Regions from separate parts of the Mus musculus genome. Here all the other regions are linked to region 1. A link is a contact called in public promoter capture Hi-C data. All regions are on one chromosome and are shown on one strand. The core of a region is the stretch at or near the end of the contact, and the rest is flanking DNA. Distances in the headings are between cores, read along the strand shown.

Region 1 (4,456 bases), core at 919-3,418:
TTACTAGCCTGTGCAATCTGTCTAGTCTCATGTTTTCCAGTTATCCATGAACAGAAGTAAGCAAGATGAAAAACGAGTAAGCTGGAAACAGATTTTCATATTGTCAGCATAGTGTGACGCTCATTCTAAAAACCCACTATAAATCGTCACTTTCTCATATTGGACCGTCGCAACCCAGTCGTGTGCATTTCTCTTCAGCTCAGTCTCAGCATGTCACAGGTTTTCCCACTTTGTAAAGGATTCTTAAGTTTATTCTGTTCTTGATTAATTTTTGCCATGCAAGCTGATAAGTTCACTCCCCAGAACCTGCCATAAAAGGAGAGAATTAATACCAGGGGTTTTCCTCTCTCTTCCACATTCACACCACGGCATGCACATGCCTGCAATCATACCATACACATCCTCCTCCTCCCCCTCCTCCCCACCCTCCTCCCCACCCTCAGCCTCCCTGTCATCATCCATCCTCACCATCATAGAAAAATGCATTATTTATTTGTGAAATGGAAAGTTAATAGGCAAACATTAACTAAATGCCTGATTTTTTACATTTTTTTAGAGAAACATTATTCCCTATGTTCTCTTTCTACCTAGGCTAATTTGCGCCAGAAAATTACTCACTCCGTCCAGACTGACCTTAGCCACATGAGAAGAGATAACACCTCACAGGTGTACCCTTTGAAAGAGGCTAGCACCCAGTCCAAGAGAGAAGGCAGCAGCCGAGTGCCCAGGCCCCAGATTTTCATAGCTGGCCTTCGTGGGGGACAAAGCAAAACAACCTATGGGGTGAAGGTGAACTTAACCAGAGCGGTGGACGAAACCTAGAGATGGACGTTTACAGGAAGCTGCTCCTTAGTGGCACGGATGGAGGGTTTAAAGTGCTGTGCGTGTATAAAGCTCATTTGCGGGGCTGGCACAGTCACTGGTTGTGTGACTGTGCACTAGGGCACCGTATCCTGCCTGACTGTTATGCAAATCTAAAAGCAGTTTCTGTAGTACATTTTTCGTTTTATTAAAATTGACAAGTAAAACTCTGTCCGCGTATTTGTTTTATATTTTAGACAAAGTTTACAGCATTAAGATTGACATTGCAATGCCAGCTAGATAGTAGTATGCTTATCACTGGAATAGAGGCTGCTTCTAAAACCCTACAAAATGTTAAGCCCTGACACTCTGAAACACAACGCTCTGCTTCATTGCTATTTAGTGATAACAGATTTCTATATCATGAGCCTTGCTATCTGGAACAAGTGAAGCCTACATTCATATGCTGCCTTTTAAAAGCCAGAGAATTGATATTTATATTTGAATTTTGGGCTCATTGAAAAAAATCAGAATGTCTGATAAGACTGGCTGGCATTCCAGCTTGATCCTTTTATGCTCTGTTGTCTGCCTCAGAGCCCGCTGTGGCTTAAGCGCTTCCCACTTCCCACTCTGCGGCCTTATTTGGCTCATAAGCAGTTGGGTTTTCAGGTCCTGAGAATTCCAACTTTTTAGAGGTATAGTTTTTTTTTTTTCCTTTTCCATTTTTTATTAGGTATTTAGCTCATTTACATTTCCAATGCTATACCAAAAGTCCCCCATACCCACCCACCCCCACTCCCCTACCCACCCACTCCCCCTTTTTGGCCCTGGCGTTCCCCTGTACTGGGGCATATAAAGTTTACGTGTCCAATGGGCCTCTCTTTCCAGTGATGGCCGATTAGGCCATCTTTTGATACATATGCAGCTAGAGTCAAGAGCTCCGGGGTACTGGTTAGTTCATAATGTTGTTCCACCCGGGGTTATTTTCTAATAACATCCTCTAGTCACAGTAACCATTAGAGCGGTTGAAGTGCCTGTTAATACAATCTAATTTTTCTGAGGTCTTTTTGCTGCCTGAAGTTACCAAGTTAAGCTAGACAGTGACAGTAAGGATGATGAAGACAGACACAGTACTTCCGAGCAGTATGTAATATATACTAAATTTATCCAAGAGGTAACCATGGAAGGCCGTGATGGAGTTGAAAGTTATAAAAGTCCGAGTTCTCGGAGCCTCTCTAACGGTCTTCACACAAAGGAATAATCGAGAGCATTTCAGAATCCTTCTTGCGGGGCCCATCCTCTCGGAGGGGCTGGTCTCTAGAAGGAAACGCTCGGCCACCTTGACTCCGCCCCCCCTCGGTCGACCGGAAGCTGCGGTTTTCCGAGCCCCCGCAGGACCGAGTCTCCCAGACTTGTCGCTCCGCACGCCGCGCGGCTTCCGCCGTAGCCCCCGCTTCCTCCTCGCGCGTGTGGTGCGGCGGGCTCTCTAGGCCGGTGCGTCTCTATGGCCGCAGGGGCGTCAGTTCCGCAGACTCTCTCGGCACCATGGCTCCGGCGAGAGGTGAGGCCGGGCTGCGGGCGGTCGCTAGGGAACGGCGGCCCGGGGTGTGCTGGCCGGGCCGGCTCTGGGGGCCGAGCCCTCCCTGCAGGGAGCGGCAGCGGGCTGCACCCGCACACCGGTGCAGTGAGCCGCCCGGGCGCCGGCCAGGTCCCTGCCTGGAGCGAGGCTGTGGTTCGGAGCCCTGGGCTTGAGGGCGCGCGCTGCTCCTCCCGATGGCGAGCCGTCTGGCCAGGGCTGTGGTGGCTGTCCTTTCAGGTTTTACGTAAGCTGGCCCCAAGGCTGAGGTTTTATTCTATAGCACTGTGGCTAGGACAGGCCAAAAGGCGGTGACGATTTTGTATTTATTTATTTTTAAAGCAGGAACCAACACTACATGGTCTCATTCTATAGCCCACGTTGGCTTCAAACTCGGGGAGATTTTCCTGCCTCAGTTTTACAAGCGCTGGGATTAGTGGTCTGTGCCCTCATGCCTGGCGACAACGTCGCTTTTTTTTTTTTTTTTAATTTTGTTTGTTTGTTTTTGTTTTTTCACCATTTCCCCAATGAGCACTGGCTTTAAGTCTAAATAAATGTTGGACAAGCATTTAAAGAATATCCTTTTGCGTGGATGTGAAATTATTTATCTTTGGGGGAGGGGATTTGACATTTAACATCAGGCGCCATGTAAGTTTTCTGTGGTGGTGGATTGTCCCATATCAGATAAGTCCTGTAGCATCCGGGAAGAGGGTAATAGGAAAAGTAGGGCGATTGACAAATGAACACTTAAAAGATGCAGCAGGCAGATCGGTACCCGCAAGGGTTGTTTACAGATTTAGACTTCTTGCCAGCACATACGTTGTTACATTTGGGTGTGTTGCACTTTTTTATCCTAATGAAATACAGTTTCTATACCTCCTTACATAGAGTCATCTTAACGATTACTCACCTGCTACTTCCTGCTATGTCCAAGCTTTCAGGTATGACAGTAATAGTCCCCCTAAAATGTAACTGGAAAACAAAAGGATAACTCCAGACTGACTCTTCTGGGGGATATTCTCCACCCAGAAACAAATGCCGTGGAAGGTAACAGATTCTCCACAAAGGGGGTGCTGGATGATCAGTGGGCCAGGTTTCTAGTTAATGGCGTGATATGATTTGAATTCTTAGGATAGTTTAAAGTAGCTGCGTACCATGAATATTTATATTACCTGGGAACGTTGACATTCCTAATCAATGAAGTTTCATCCTGGAAAATGAAGAATTGTAGAAGAAATGTTTTGATCTTATGGTAAACTGAAATGTAAGTGGAAATCATGGTTACAAGGATTGGTTTTAAAAGTTGAAATGTGCTTCTAAAGTGGTATTACAGACCAAAGTCATCTATGTTTTATAGTATCCAAACTTAGACTTTTCTACTTTGATTAGTAATTATTTTCAAGAATTACATTTGCAGACCTTTTCATTATGGGTGTCTTAAACAAAACAAAACAAAACACCATGATATGGCTTATGCCTATTAATCCCAGCACTTAGGAGGCAGAGGCATGCAGAACTGTATCAAGGTCAGCTTGCTCTACATAGCAAGTACCAGGCCAGCCAGAGCTACATAGAGAGACCCTGTCTCAAGGAAAGGAAAAAAAAAAAAGTATGTTTTCTGGAGTTAAACATCTTTAGTATTTAAATTATCTTGCTTTTTTTGAACCAGGGACCTTTAACACAGCCCCCCCCCCCAAAAAAAAAGTGATTTGAGTTTTCACTTCTTAGTTATGAGAATATTGATAATTTCAGGTCATGGATGGCAGGCAGTCTTTCTGTAGAGAGCTGTTAGTCTCCGCCATAGCTGCTGAACCCTACAACTATAGGCAAGATAATTAAGGCAGATGAGCATAGCTGTCTCCTAATTACACTTTATGGACGCCAAAATTTTAACTTACTATTATTTCCATGTGTCTTGAGATAGGACTTACACATTTTTCCATTATTCTGAACCATCATATAAAACTATGGATGGTGTAGTTCTTGTACTGACGGATTAAATGTTACTGCTCCATATTTCTGGAGTCATAAACTCTTTCATAAGAAAGTTTTAGAACAATGGAAGTATTATAGTACTTC
Region 2 (4,456 bases), core at 655-3,154, 6.0 Mb before region 1:
CCCCCACTGTTTGGGAATCTATGGGGTTAGTTATACCTGCTTTTTGGCTTAGCTATTTTTTAGTTACAGAAAATCTCAATGACACCAGAAGTCAAAGACAGTTCACGGACAGAGTGTAACATCATACCAACGTGTAAACAAGCATTTGAATAAATTCTCAAGTCTTTTTTTTCCGCAGCAGTTATTTCGTTCTAGCTGCAGGTAAGCCAGATTTTTCTTACCTCTCCTTTCTCTTTGCATTCTTCCTCCTCCTCCAAAGAACATATCAAAGATATCCATGGGTGAGCCAAAACCACCACCTGCTCCGCCCTCTTTAATCGCCTGCTCCCCTCCTTTATCATATAGTTCCCTTTTTTTGGAATCAGCAAGAACTTCATAAGCTTGAGAAATCTGTTTAAACTGTTTCAGAAAAGGACATCCCATTAGAAACAACTGTTACAAAGCACAGCTACGGTAGACTTTAAGGCACGAACAGAAAGATACACACACTGCAACACTGCTGCTGAGCTGTTTGCCTGTGCCCTTACCTTTTCCCCTTCATTTGGATTCTTATCAGGGTGGTACTTCAAGGCCAATTTTCTATATGCCTTTTTCAATTCTTCCTGGGTGGCATTGGGTTTTACCCCCAAAACATCGTAGTAAGTGGTTTCTTTCACCATTTTTTACAGCCTGAAACCAGAAAATGGTAATTTTAAACCAGCTTTAAACTTTTGTAGAAAAGATCCAACTGCTTCTGCCTCCTGAGCACTGGGATCAAAGGTGTGCGCCACGACTGGCTCTTAACGGGTAGTCTTTAACTACCAGAGCTAAAGCAATCTGTTCTTTTGCATTTATTTCATACTAATACAGCCTTCCCTACGCGTCTTAAAAGGTAAAAAAAAATTCCTGATATGATTCAGCTGTAAACTCGAACAGATTAAAATATAGATTTCAGGGAACGCGAAGGAAAGCCTCTCTCGCAGCTGGTTCAGACTCTACTGCACTAACACATGAATTATTTGGCTTCTTCCGGTTTCCTTTCCCCAGAGGTTTTGCTAGTAACCCACAGCAGCACTGATAGGTTCCGTCCACTGGTTAGTACATTACCGCTGCCTTTGTACATCTGATAAAGGCCATACCCTCGCCGGAAAGCGACACTGGACTCCCGGGGGTGGAGGAGTGGCTTAGGAGACCGGCTCCAGGGAGCAGGTGCCCGGGCCCCGTCGCCATCCTGCTCCTGCTCGCTCGCAGCTTACCCACTCTCGCCCCGCAGGCCTGGAAGCTGGCTCGCCCTCTGGGTTTCCCGGGCCCCCCGGCGCCGACCGTTAAGGCTTCCTTCCTTTCTCCCTCCCACCCTGATCGAAAAGGCGGAGGGGGGGGGGAGGTCGAACCTCAACAAAGAGAGGGAGGAGAGCCAGGAGAAGCGCAAGCCGCAGCCTCCGCCCGGCTCCTCCCGCAGCCCCTCACCCCTGCCTTGCTCCGCGCGTGCGCAGCGCTGCCCACCCGGCCCGGGCGGCGGAGCGCGGGGGTACGCAGCAAGGAGCATGAGGCGGGAGGCCAATTGGCTTGGGCCTTGGACCTCCTCGAGGCGTGCGGGCGGGCAGGGCGCCGGGCATTCCCGGCAGCCTTCCGAAGCCCGAGGCCGGCTCAAGGAACCCGCAGTCCCCGCCCACGCGGGACCAACCGCCTCCGGCTGCGCCTTCCCCGGCTGTCTGGGGTCCAGACCGCACGCCGCGACCGAGGGAGGCCGGAGACTCACCGGTGAGCGGGCCGGCGCCGGAGAGCGGAAAGGAGCGGAGCACAGCGCAGCTCAGCCACACGCTGCTCCTCCACCACCCACCGAGCGTTCTGGAAAGTTCCGCCCGGCCCGCCGCAGCCGACCTCTTTTGTAGCCGAGCCCCGGCGCGTCACTTGCCGGAAGTCCCGCCCCTCGCCGCTGCCACCGCCCCTCGGTTACCTGGGCAACGGCGCGGGGGCGGGAAGTGGCTGCGCCCAAGGGCCTTGTGGGGGTGGACTCAAGCCCGGGTTCCCGAGCCTCGTAGAATTTTCTAGAGGCTTTTTTTCTTATTGCGAGGAACCAGAGTGCGGAAGTCTTGAGGTGGAGAGGTCATGTCCCAGAGCCCGTAAGCCGGGGACGAGTGCTTCAGGCGTTGTGCGCGCTGTGCTGAAGGGGATTGGTGGAACCCAGCCCTGGCTGCGAGTCTGATTTTCTGCAGCTCCAGCTCCTTAGCTCTGAGCCTTGCGGGCAAGAAATGCTGAGCAAGGCGGGCCTACTCCCTAAACCAGCCTCGCAGGCTTTGGTTTCACCCAAGCGCACTTATGTCAGAGCTTTTTGGACGAGCCTGGCCCAGGCTTCAGATCCTTTTGGCTCTGACGACTTGGGCGGAGGGAATCTGGGACTTCACCAAACAGGAAAACATTTAGAATGCCTCATGCTAACGGAGGGTCATGGTCTTCCACCCAGTTTGGCCGCAGAGGAGCGGCCAAAAGCAAAATTAATTGCTTTAGCTTATTGTTTTAATTCTCTGACCGTTTTTATTTCCAGTTGGTGACTCAAAAATCTATAGTTGGCAAAGTTGAATCTTAAGCTTTCAAAGGACAGAGTGAATGTTTTTCTTATTCACTAACACAATAGATACATCAAAGAAGTGGAGGTGTAAGCTTGAAAGAGTTCACATATTTTAAAGATTTATTTTGAATCCTCTGTGTGTGTGTGTGTGTGTAGGTGCCCAAGGAAGCCAGAGGCATGGAGTCTTAAGTCTGGCTTCAAATTCTGAAATCTCCTGTCTCTGAGCAGTTGTGAAGGGTGGTACATGCTCTTAACCGCGGGGCCTCTTGCTTGGACTTTCGTTGGAAGTGGAACAAGCTAAAAACTTATAAGAGAAATCACAAAATACAGGTCAGCAGGTGAACAAGAAGCAGTTAAGCACACTTCCTAATGGAAGTGCAGAGTGTGGGATGAGATTCTTTAAATGTTCGTTTTATTGTGTGTTTCTAGGCTTGTGGACCATTGTAGTTCTCTCGTACCTTTGCACGGGCAACTCAAGTCTTCAGTGCGTTACCAGCTGAGCGGCTGTCTCAGTGCTTTATGGAGATCACAGGTAATTGGATGTAGCCAGAGCTAAGGGAGCTGGAAAGGCTGTCTTCAAACCTACCCAAAGACATCTTTAGCTCGTGGTCTTAAAAACCTCCGGATTTTGGGATTTCTACCTTGAGCTGTCCTGCCTCTCCACCGTTACTGCTTTCACTAAACTCTGTTGTGGTCACTAAAGCTACGCCACTTCCCTTACAGACTTTTTGATGATGTGCTGTGGTTTTGGTTGAGAAACATCTTTTCTCAGCTTACGTGTTACCCTCTCAGATATCACATCTATCAATAGGTTACGTCTTTAAAGCAGGGGCTCTTTACCTTCCTAACGCTGCGACCCTTTATTACAGCTCCTCATGTTGTGGTGTCCCCCAACCATAAAATTATTTTCATTGCTTCTTCATAACTGCAATGTTGTTACTGCTGTGAATTGTAATATAAATATGTGCCAAAGGTTTTCCGAAGGGATCAAAACCCACAGGTTTGAGAACTACTGCTTTAAGCCAACACTTTTGAGTAAAATATCTACTATGCCAGGCATACTCTAGGCCTTGCCAATACAAAACTCTTGTAAGCCATGGCCCCTACTCTCAAGGAACTTAACTCGTAATGAGATTAAAAACCAGAATTAAAAACAAAAAACCAAACCAAAACCATCCAACCAACCAACCAAAATTGCAGGACTAGGCTGATAAAGTCTGCCTTTAATCCCAGCACTCTGAAGGCAGAGGTAGGCAGATCTCTAATATAGAGGCCAGGCCAGTCTACATAGCAGGTTCCAGGGCAGCCAAAGCTACAGAGTAAGAAAGACCCTGTCTCAAAACAAATCAAACAAAAAACCTCGAAAATTACCAGCAACTTCATATGTGATAATTTTGTGTGGAAATGAGATCTTAGCTTAGTTTGGTAGTTCTGAAAATTCAGAACTAGGAAGCAGAACCAGGAGGCTAGTGAACTCAAGATCACTTGAGTTAGGTGTGACACCGTCTTTGGAGTGGGAATATAACACATAGAATGAGTGCTTCTTATTCTGTTCAAGGCCCTAGGTATGATTCCTAGGACTGCAAGAAGAAAAAAGAAAACTATCTTGCATGTGTTGTTTACAACGGATTATTTTGTTGGGGTAAATAAATCAGCCTTGTTATTTTTTGATGTGGTTTGCCTGATCTCTATTGAATGTTTCAGTGGTTTCCAATGTTTTATGGTGAAGTGCTGAAGATCTTCAAATACAGCTTTAGGTACTCATACAAACTTTATTTTTCTTTTGTGTTTTTTCAGTCTCGCATAGGCCTCATAAAGTTGAGACCTCAAACCCTCTGTGTAGTCCAAGCCAGCCTCTAAGCCATGATCTCCTTTGTTAGATAAGAGTTGATTGAAGTGATGTGAAAA
Region 3 (4,456 bases), core at 1,408-3,907, 5.6 Mb before region 1:
CGCAAAAGGAGACTTTTAGGGAGAACCATCAAATTTGGCTAACAGTCCACCCTGGAACTCTGCTTTACAAACTAACAAGAAATGTCCTGTAATCAGTGTATGTCAGACCCCAGGCAGCCTCAAAGTTGGGCATTAACTTGATGGTTTTGTTAGCTGACTAATATTTATTTATTCTTTGCTTGCCTGATTATTTAATTATATGTTTATGATGCCATTCATGGTCAAAGGAGAAGACAGGCTCTGTTTACAAAGCCATGTCAGTGGTTTCGTAGCATTTCTTTATTTTCTGAATGTCCTCTTTTGCTACAGCTGTCCTGTTCTGTGTCTGTGTTGTTGACCAGTTCCAGAGTCTCTCTCTTTTTTTTTTTTTTAGATTTATTTATTTATTATATGTAAGTACACTGTAGCTGTCTTCAGACACTCCAGAAGAGGGCGTCAGATCTTGTTACAGATGGTTGTGAGCCACCATGTGGTTGCTGGGATTTGAACTCCTGACCTTCGGGAGAGCAGTCGGGTGCTCTTACCCACTGAGCCATCTCACCAGCCCCAGAGTCTCTCTTTTGAGAAACTGAAGACCGTCTGTGTCCTCTAGAATAGACCAGGCCATGACAGGGTTCCAAGTCTCTGGCTTAACAGAACAAGTTTCCTTCTTCCTGATAGGATAGACTAGTATGAGTCAGGCTGTCCTCCCAGTCTGTTTGTCCCAGCCCTTATTAAAATGAATAATAGAGCATAACTAGCTTTTTCATGCAGTGCCTGAACATGGACTAGCATAGAGTGACCATCTATGCACAGTATTTTTGAAACTTGGAGGTGGATGTTGAGACAATAGATTGAAGGAATAAAATACTAAATCTTGTAATCAGAAGGATGTCATTACCTTGATTGTGGAGATAGATAGTCTCACAAGTATATCCATGCTTCAGAACTACAGTCTACCGTCTAAATATGCACTTTAGTATGCCTTTTAATTTTTAAGTCCTCATGTAATAGTTTGATTAATCTTTTTTAGCTTCATTTACAAATCAGTACAAGTAAAAAATTAGCACCTAAATTGAAATGTTTTAGGTAAAATGCAAAATAATTTTAATGGCCTTTTTTGGGGATTCTTTTTGTTGTTTTTTTGTTTGTTTTAAGACAGGGTCGATCTATGTAGTCTTGTCTGCCCTGAAACTTGCTATGTAGACCAGCTAGCTTCAAACTAGAGATCTGCCTGCCTCTACCTCTAGAGCACTGGGATTAATTCACCATCAGACCTGGCTTAAATTTAACAAATGTAAAGAAAGTATCTTTATAGTCATTTATTGTGTTGAGCAAATGTTGGAATATTTACAATGAAATGTATATTTGGTGAAAAATCTCTATTAAACACTTCCTGTTTTCCCTAGGGTGATACAATTCTGGAGACTGGAGAAGTAATTCCACCAATGAGAGATTTTCCTGATCAACATCATTGAAGAGTCCTTAAAAACTTAACAGACTTGTGTAACAGCACAAGTATGTTCCTAAAGTGCTGTATTTACTGAATCTGTTTCCTGGAAAAGTAATTAATAAAGCTTATTCTCAGAGTGTTATCACTGTCCGTGTTACTGTCCAAAGGTTCTATGATTTGAGACTAACAGTAAAAAGACAAATACTAAACAGAGCTATTAGCTACTTTTTTCTGTCCATTTTGATAAACAGGATGCAAAACACATTTTAGTCACAGTGTTGTTTACATACTGATTTGACATGAGGATGTGAAGTGTTTGAGCACTAGAATGAAAAGCTATGACCTGATACAAAATAGAGCCGGGCGTGGGGGCGCACGCCTTTACTCCCAGCACTCGGGAGGCAGAGGCAGGCGGATTTCTGAGTTCAAGGTCAGCCTGGTCTACAAAGTGAGTTCCAGGACAGCCAGGGCTATACAGAGAAACCCTGTCTCGAAAAAAAAAAAAGGGGGGGGGGGGTGTTGTCCGATCATTTTGAAAAATTGGCATGTTAACGCTTATCACAAAAGGCCACACGCAAATTTGTATTGTGAATTTTACTTTGAGTCTACATAGGTGCCATCTGAAGAAAAGAAGTGTTTGCTAAGAATTACAAAAGTTCGTTCAGAAGAACTTGTCTGGAAACTCCTTCTGTAGTTGTCGTCGTGCAGCTACAGTCGATGCATAGATGACGAATCCCCAAGAGAGCAAGACGATTGCAAGGAGCAACTAAAAGGAGGGGAGGAAAAGCAAAAAGAAGAAATCAATGTGCCGGGTCCTTTCCCTGTGTAGCCCGAGCAAGCAGCTACAGGTGGAAAGGCATCACATGCCTCTAACACAGTGCAGCCCAGAGGCAAGCAGGCCTGCAACCCCTGACGTCAGAGGCGGAAAAGCGTGTCCTCCAGGAAGAGGCGGAGCCGAGGGCAGGGCGTGAACGCTCAATTTAGGAATGGGTTCTGGAGTTCCAAGCTGCGAGCCAACAGTCTACCTTCGGCTCGCGGGCCCTGCCATGGTGCGCTCTGGAGCTCCGCTCTGCTCGGTACCTACCAGGGAGTAAGTCCAGTCCAGGCTTCGGCGACTCATCGGCCTCATGGTAAGGGAGCAGCGGGGACGGGGTGGCAAGGGCCCTACAGCCTGCTCGCGGGCGCATTGCACCCCGATGCAGCAGCCATTTTTCAGCGGGACTCTGCGCGCTCCCGCGGGCTTCCGCCCGGAGTTGGAACACATCACGTGATCCGGGCCTAGCCCGCCTTTCAGGCAGCAGAGGGAATAAAAGAGAAAATGTGAAGATCGCGCCTTTTTTGCGCTCACATAGGAATTCCTTAACTGCTTTATCCTGCATTTGCAGTGCGGTATTAATACAAGATAGTGTGCCATCGTGTGCATATAAAAGTTTATTGGAAAATAGTCCACGGTGGAAGAATCAAAGTTGCCGTCCCACACCCACATCGGTTTCCACCAAATGCGGATAGACCTTCATATGTTTATGCTTGACTTAAACATCTTTTACGTAACAAAAACATCGTTGGGAACTGTTAGTTGAGCCGTTCACCAAGAACAAACAGAATATTATCGCTGATGGCTGGAAATCTTTTCAAATATGTTGTACAGGTAGCCCGCATGGTGGATCTGCCGGCCAACAAGTGTTGACGGGCAGTTTGTCGAATGCTTGGGACTGCAGCAAGTTTGAAATACTAAGTCCCGAGAAAGGCAGCTTGGCAGGCCAACTATCAGGATGCTGGTGGTGTGCAGAGTGGAAGCCTGGCCGGCAGAGGCTGGGCCGCTCGGCTTTGGGCGCAGATGTGTCAGATACATTTTTAGTGTAGATTTCCGAGAGTGGAAAGAGGGAAGCGGGCCGCAGGGAGTTATGGCGGGGTAAAAGAAATGCCTGATGGTCAACCCAGCTGAAATAGACGGAAGGACCAGGGTGCTCTGGGAGCTCAGTCCAGTTCCCGTGGCACCATAGAGAATCCTAACAACTTGTTGAAGTTTGTGAGGTTCCACTGATACTGAGGCAGCCTTTCTGCATATTTGGTTGTGATTGTGGAGTTTGTGCTGTGCCCCCCCGCGGTGGGGGCAGGGCAGGGTCCGGGGTCTGTGCCGTAACGTCCCGCCTCCTGCGTGCGGCAGCGGTTTGGCGCATGCGCCCAGAGCTCGGGGGAAGGGGGTGGAGGAGCGGTGTTTTGCTGCGCGGGCTCGGGGGGTTGGTCTCGCCTTCTCTCCGCCTCCAAACTGCCTGTGGGTGATGAACGTTCTACGTCATAGGGGTCGCAGCCGCCGCCACCGGGGTCTCCGCTGTCTCGCGAGGAGGGTGAAGCGCCCCCTCTGGTGCCTGCCGAGGAGGGGAGGCGCCGAAGCCGCCGGGTACGCCTTCGCGGATCCTGCCGCCACCGGCCGAGCTTACTGAGCCGGCGGGAGCTGGCTTCCAACGGCCCAGCGGTTCCTGCCACCGCGTCCTCGGAGGTGAGTCGGCCGGGAACAATGGGTGAGGGGTTCCAGTAGGCCCTGGAGCAGCCCTGTGGTCTGGGCCTTCTTCCACCCGGAGCTCCCAAGGGCTGGGGTCGCCACGCTGCAGGGCACCTGTGGATCGGCACCGGTGGGCAAGCGAGGGGAGTGTCTCCCTGCACTGCCTGAAGGGCTGGAGCGCAACTGAATACGGGATAGAGCTGTGTGTCGGCGCAAAACAGTTGCCACTGTTAGGAAGTGTGACCTTGGTAGGTCCCCAGCCCTGGACCCTGTCTGTGAAATGGGATCAGCATTTCAGTTGGTCGTGTTTATGTAACATGCATGGTGTGGTTGTCTTTCCATCCGAGACAGTAGTTTTGGACTAAGGAAGCTGTTAAGGCTAGAGGAGTTGTGCAGTGCTACACATTGTGGGCAGGGCTTGTATGCCTTGTGACTTTATTACACATCTAGTTAGTGCCCTTTGCTCATGGGCTGCTGATTCTGATTGGTAGACTGGAGAGGGGCAGTTACGGGATTGAAGG

The links. Promoter capture Hi-C pulls out the DNA fragments that hold promoters and counts their contacts.
Region 2: a contact with region 1 is called in a promoter capture Hi-C map of cranial neural crest. The contact joins the promoter of Dnaja1 here to the promoter of Slc35a1 in region 1. A contact is called at or near these places in 4 of 39 promoter capture datasets (cranial neural crest, frontonasal cranial neural crest, hippocampal neurons and 1 more).
Region 3: a contact with region 1 is called in a promoter capture Hi-C map of cranial neural crest. The contact joins the promoter of Smim27 here to the promoter of Slc35a1 in region 1. A contact is called at or near these places in 4 of 39 promoter capture datasets (cranial neural crest, frontonasal cranial neural crest, hippocampal neurons and 1 more).

What each region holds. Positions count from the first base shown.
Region 1 is chr4:34,685,150-34,689,605 of GRCm38.p6, reverse strand. It overlaps Slc35a1 (solute carrier family 35 (CMP-sialic acid transporter), member 1), which reads left to right and starts at 2,168. Exons shown (of 8, transcript NM_011895.3): 1 at 2,168-2,362. The coding sequence starts at 2,347. It overlaps Cfap206 (cilia and flagella associated protein 206), which reads left to right. Exons shown (of 13, transcript NM_001347062.1): 13 at 592-1,032. The coding sequence ends at 822.
Region 2 is chr4:40,719,916-40,724,371 of GRCm38.p6, reverse strand. It overlaps Dnaja1 (DnaJ heat shock protein family (Hsp40) member A1), which reads right to left and starts at 1,904. Exons shown (of 9, transcript NM_008298.6): 1 at 1,739-1,904; 2 at 528-669; 3 at 222-399. The coding sequence starts at 659. It overlaps Gm6297 (predicted gene 6297), which reads left to right and starts at 1,531. Exons shown (of 3, transcript NR_077226.1): 1 at 1,531-1,740; 2 at 2,705-2,878; 3 at 2,978-4,218. It overlaps Mir207 (microRNA 207), which reads right to left and starts at 1,455; the gene lies at 1,377-1,455. It also overlaps a transcript of Aptx not described here.
Region 3 is chr4:40,267,780-40,272,235 of GRCm38.p6, reverse strand. Smim27 (small integral membrane protein 27) reads right to left here and starts at 2,657. Exons shown (of 2, transcript NM_001349093.1): 1 at 2,517-2,657; 2 at 2,008-2,198. The coding sequence starts at 2,561. The coding sequence ends at 2,094. Topors (topoisomerase I binding, arginine/serine-rich) reads left to right here and starts at 2,395. Exons shown (of 3, transcript NM_134097.3): 1 at 2,395-2,562; 2 at 3,735-3,932. The coding sequence starts at 2,560. It overlaps Ndufb6 (NADH:ubiquinone oxidoreductase subunit B6), which reads left to right. Exons shown (of 4, transcript NM_001033305.3): 4 at 1,389-1,645. The coding sequence ends at 1,457.